Linked DNA regions of Anas platyrhynchos: region 2 is linked to region 1. A link is a contact called in public Hi-C data. All regions are on one chromosome and are shown on one strand. Each heading gives the region's core, a stretch centred on a gene start, on an enhancer-like site or on the middle of the called end of the contact. The rest is flanking DNA. Distances are from core to core; before and after follow the strand shown.

Evidence for each region. A called contact is a pair of places that touch in the nucleus more often than the background predicts.
Region 2: a Hi-C map of subcutaneous adipose tissue shows a contact between it and region 1, with 2.5 times the contacts expected there. The contact joins the promoter of DIP2A here to the enhancer-like site in region 1. A contact is called at or near these places in 3 of 8 Hi-C or Micro-C datasets (F5 follicle, skeletal muscle and subcutaneous adipose tissue).

Annotation. Positions count from the first base shown.
Region 1 is chr7:28,408,781-28,411,518 of IASCAAS_PekinDuck_T2T, forward strand. All of the region lies in intron 4 of DIP2A (disco interacting protein 2 homolog A), which reads right to left. Among named protein-coding and RNA genes, the nearest start is that of DIP2A, 48 kb to the right of the region's middle. Within about 2 kb of position 1,476, at least 1 of the 8 cell types and tissues checked has an H3K27ac peak or open chromatin away from gene starts, as enhancers often do. A contact at or near this core is called in subcutaneous adipose tissue, where this site is marked.
Region 2 is chr7:28,456,933-28,459,652 of IASCAAS_PekinDuck_T2T, forward strand. DIP2A (disco interacting protein 2 homolog A) reads right to left here and starts at 1,343. Exons shown (of 43, transcript XM_072041101.1): 1 at 1,085-1,343. The coding sequence starts at 1,181.

The DNA of each region.
Region 1 (2,738 bases), core at 226-2,725:
AATTTTTAAAATATAAAAAAATCTTTTTTTTTGAGTGAAAAATAGGAACTTTTTAAAGAAAGACATCTTGTCTTTTTTCAGTCTGAGATCTCCTGTCAAAATTGTTAGAATGTGAAACTGAGGCTTGCCACAAAACACACTATGTAAGCTGGATGTTCAGTTTCTTCCTAAATAAACTACGGTATTTTAAGAACTTGATCCTCAATATAACATCCTCCAACTCCGGTAGTCAAAGGGAAGCTCCTAAAACAATGTATTGCCCATATACTGATAAAGCTCAAATCAAGTCAGTTTGCACACAGTGGTTTTAAGCCACACACAATGATGAGAAGAATTTAGAAAAGATACTGCAGGAAGAAGTCAGCATGAGAAAAGAAAAGAAAAAAACAAACACCTGATGAAAAAGACAAGGTGTCCATTGCTGTACTCCAGAGTCATTTCCAGACACAGAGCTCCTGGGCAACACAGATTGGTTACCTCAGAAACTTGCAGCCTTTGCTTTGGCATTTTTCTACATCTACTGAACACAGAAGATTAAGCAATATATAACTTAATAGCAAAATTTTGTTGAAGCCATACTGACAATCATTTCCTCACCTTTGGGAACAATTTTCAATCACCAGGTGTTTAACTTTCTGCTTTCAAGAATATGTGCATTTCCAACAGCTCTAGAATAATTGTTCTTAAATAGTGTGAAAACACAAAATTAGAAATCCAGTTTAACTTAAGGGCCGTTTCAAAGTTTAAATCACAAATCTCCCATTACTTGGCCATCCCTAGTCAAACATGACAAGCTTTGAATAAATATACACAAACAACTGATCTTTGAGAAGATACTGCTGTGGATCACCATTACTGGGCCTGCGCCTCATGTGATATTTCTGTGGACAACAGTTTTAGTTTTTGGCTTCTGACTCCATCTGTCTCTGGAGAGGAGCCAAACCAGCCCATTAGTGCTTGCAACCTTCCCTTTCTTTTAGGCGGAAGGCAAAAATAAACAATTCCAGGAAGATATAACAAAATAGGATTATAGTCAGGTTTAAAACAAAACAAAACAAAACAAAACACATTTGTGATATATTATCACTTCAGAGTAAGAAATAAAAGTACAGGAAAACACAGGTTTCTCAGAGGATACATATTCTGATGGTGTCCGTTACCCAGTTACAAGTTCAACAAAGTCTATCTAAAATTTCTACACTTTCAGATATCTTATATAAGCCGAGGAAAAAAAAACAAACACATTTAAATGTAAAGAATGCAAAGTATTAACTGAATATGAAATGGAAATACTCATAGTAAAAACTTCCCAATATTAAAACAATTTTACCAGGAAGAGAAAATTAGCCAGGTAACACCTGGCTGTGTGACAATCACAGGAGTTAAATCTTGGTTCTCAGTGTGCTGTGGACAGAATGCTATGTACTTGGCTTGCAGCTCTTCCTGTCTGGGAGCTTACCCATGATAGCCACAGAAACCACTGCCTTAGGGACCAAACGTGTACCAAGACAACATCCCAAGTTCTGATCATGTGAAATGTGTATGGGAAGCATGAGAGACTCAATGGGACATAAACAATAGCACATCAAAATTTTTGGAAAGACAGACAATAAAAGCACTTCCATTACTACTGGCCAGGGGACTTCGCTTTGAACTTAACACTGTAACTAGAACACAGTGCTTCCTTCCTGGTAATGGATGGTAACTATATGTAACAACATTTCAGTTACTAAGTATTAACAATGTCTGATTTTAATTGCATTCATTTCTGCAAATACAAGGATTGTAATGTAGTGGCTTACTGGCTCAGGTCTACACATCCCCAGTAATGTGAAATGGGAAAAAAAAAAAAGTGTTTTAAGCTCACCGTGCTAAATTAGCTAGAAAAATTATTTTGAAAGAGATCTGAACTGACAAAAATAAATAATAACAAAGGCATGTGGAACTCCTGAACCATCCTAAGTTCATGGTTATTGCACTATTAAAAAGGATAATTCAGGGTAGGTACGTAGAGGGAATGCCTCCCATTCAGGTGCAGAGAGCGTGCAGGCTGTGAGCAATGAGACTTCTGAAATTTTTTGCCCAGCTCTCACATTTAGAAAAAGCTCTAAGCACTCTGGTAACATGACAATGCTTACAGAACATTCTCTCCTGAAACCTTTACCAGCAAATACAGGCCGACAGATTTATTTATTTATTTTAAAGACAACTGACCACATCCAACAAGTCTCATAACTTCCTTGCCAGAGCAACAAACTTTGTTGCTAGTGCTCGACAGTAAAATTAGATGCTTCAAAGCCAGTTGGGTTCTTTGCAATTTTCTTGCTGAGTTAATTTTGCAGTTAATTTTGTTCAGTTTTGGGCCCCTCGCTACAGGAAGGCTACTGAGCTACTGAGTTGCTTGACTGTGGAGAGAAGAGCAATGAAGCTGATGAAGGGACTAGGAAAGTGAGACTTGTGAGGAGTGAATGAGGGAACTGGGAGTGATCAGTCTGGAGCAGAGGATGCTGAGGAGAGACCTCAATGCTCTCTATAGCTACCTGAAAGGAGGTTGCAGGGAGGAGGGTGTTGGCAGGGAGAAGGGTGTTGGTCTCTTTTTTCAGGTGAAAAGTGATAGGATGTGAAGAAATGGTCTAGAATTGTGCCAGAGGGGGTTAGATTGGAAGAGTGTGGTCAAGCAGACTGCACAGTTAGATTAGGAAGAGTGTGGTCAAGCGATTGAGTACCCATCCCTGTAA
Region 2 (2,720 bases), core at 93-2,592, 48 kb after region 1:
TTTCCTAAACCACCACCTTTCAGCCAGCACACCTGAGGTAAAATAACCCAGGTTTTGCCCACCTGAACACACTGATCTGAAAACTGCAACACTCAAGGAGGAGATCAGTTGCTTCTACCTCAGGGCCACAGTATTAATAGCTTTTTATCTACTCTACTTCGAGGTATAGTCCAACCACATAGCCGGGGGAAGCGTAACGAGCACCTGCTCCCAGAAGGCGCTGTCTTGGTCTCCTGCCCTGCCTGCTCTGCAGCACCCAGAGCCTGCCTGTCCATGTGGCCAGCCAGGCAACTAACGCACAAAAAAACAAACCAAACAACCAAAACAGTCTAACAACAGCACAAAACAAACAAATAAAAGCAATCCAAGAACACAAATGTAATTGCCACAGGGTCATAGGAGCATCATCATCATCAAACATGAGTGGAGATAGCAGGACGAAACCGTGCCTTTGGGGACAGCAAACAGGCAGAAGGGCTTAACTACAGCACCAGGAGAGAAACCTCGGTCTGCCACCGCATCTCTGAAACCAGGCCAGGAGAGGAATGTAACCTCATTGCCTCACTGGTCCTTGGGACAGTGAAAAATATAAAAAATATTTTGAATCGTAGCTAAAGGCTTAATATCTTAGCTATTATTAAGAAATGGTACAAAAAAAAAAAAAAGAAAAGAAAAAAAAAGGGTGATATTTTCACAGAACCCAGTCACACAACAAGCAGAGACCGCAAGCGAAAGACACTAACAGGACTTCTGGAACTACCCGCCTGCTGGAATCCAAATAGCTGCTTAAGAAGAAACTTGACTGCCCTCTGACCTGAGCCCAGCAGAGCACATTTCAGCCCGGGTGCTGAGAAGCCGCTCCGGGCTCGCTGTATGGACCCGTTGGGGAACGAAGCCCCCCCGGGCCCACCCCGCCCGGCCGCGTCCTCACAGCCGCCCGCCGAGAGCCGCAGCGCGGCGTGAGGCGGCGCAGGGCGGCCAGGCCGCGGCCTCGCAGCCCCCCGGCACCCCCGCGGGCTGTGGCAGAGGCACCGCGCCCCGGCCCGGCCCGAGGAGCCGAGCCCCCCCCCGGCCCCGCTCTCACCTTCCGACAGCTCCAGCTCCAGCTCCGCCAGGCTCTCTCGCACCTCGGGCGGCAGCGGCACGGCGTCCAGGGAGCAGCCCCCCCGCTCCGCCGCCATGGCGCGGGCCCCGCCGCAGCCGCCGCCCAGCGCGGCCCCAGGCGGGAGGACGGGGAGCGGCCGCGGCCGCAAGGCGCGGAAGGGACGGGCGGGGAGCGGGAGGAAGCGCCGCGCCGAGCCGCACCGGGCCGCACCGGGCCGGCCCCCGCGCACCGCGCAGCCGCCGCCGCAGCCCCCGGAGGCTGCCCCCTGGCGGCGCAGGCAGGGCTAGGACCCGCCGCGGAGCTTGGCCCCGAGAGGGGGCTTCAGGAGGAGCCGGCGCCCTCCGCCTGCGACGACCGCGGAAGGGTCTCCTCACACGCGAGGCAGTGGCAGGGCAGCCCCCCCAGAGCCTTCAGGGTTGACGTTTTCTCCGCACCTGCTCTTTCTTGAGTGGTGTGGCGGAAGAACATGGCCCTTCCACTACAGCTGGTGTCCCCTTCAGCAGGAAGGAAAATGACAGAGGATGAAGGGTCTCTGTTTATTTCTGAATACAGGACAACTCACTAGTGAGGTGCCTGTGTCACAGGTGTAAGGAATCGTGGAATCATAAAATATCCTGAGTTGGAAGTCCATCAAGTCCAACTCCTGGCACCACAAAAGTCTACCCAAAAGTTCAGACCATAAGCACAGTCCAAACGCTTCTTAAACTCTGACAGGCTTGGTGCCATGACTACATCCCTGGGGAGCCTGTTCCAGTGCGTGACAACCCTCTCACTGAAGAACCTCTTCCTGATGCCCAGCCTGAACCTCCCCTGTCACAGCTTGAGTCCATTCCCCTAGGTCCTGTCACTGGTCACTAAAGAGAACAGATCAGCGCCTGCCCCTCTACTCCCTCATGAGGAAGCTGTAGGCTGCAATGAGGTCTCCCCTCAGGCTCCTCTTTTCCGGGCATGTGGTGCCCAGAACTGCACACAGTACTCGAGGTGAGGCCACACCAACGCAGAGTACAGCAGGATAATCACTTCCCTTGACCGACTAGCAATGCTCTGCTTGATGCACCCCAGGTTACATTTGGCCCTCCTGGCTGCCAGGGCACACTGCTGGCTCACATTCAGCTTGCTGTCAGCCACAGCCCCCAGATCCCTCTGTGGGGCTGCTCTCTAGTGTCTTGTTCCCCAGTCTGTACGTATAGCCATGTTTGCCCTGTCCCTGGTGCAGGACCCAGCACTTGCTTTTGTTAAACTTCATGCGGTTGGTGTTTGCCCAGCTCTCCAATCTGTCCAGATCTCTCTGCAAGGCCTTTCCACCCTCAGCAGAGTCAACAACTCCTCCAAGTTTAGTATCATCGTCAAATTTGTTCAAAATACCTTCTAGTCCTACATCCAAACCATTTATAAAAACATTGAAGAGAACTGGCTGTAAAATGGAGCCTTGGGGGACTCTACTGATGACCATCTGCCAGCCTGATGTGGACCCATTTACCACAACCCTTTGAGCCCTACCTGTCAACCAATTGTTCACCCATTGTGTGATGTTTTTTGGTGTGATGTTTCGTCACATATTTAAAAAAGCCCTTTTTATCTTCTCCCACAGACCTAGCCAGCGTAAACTCTAATT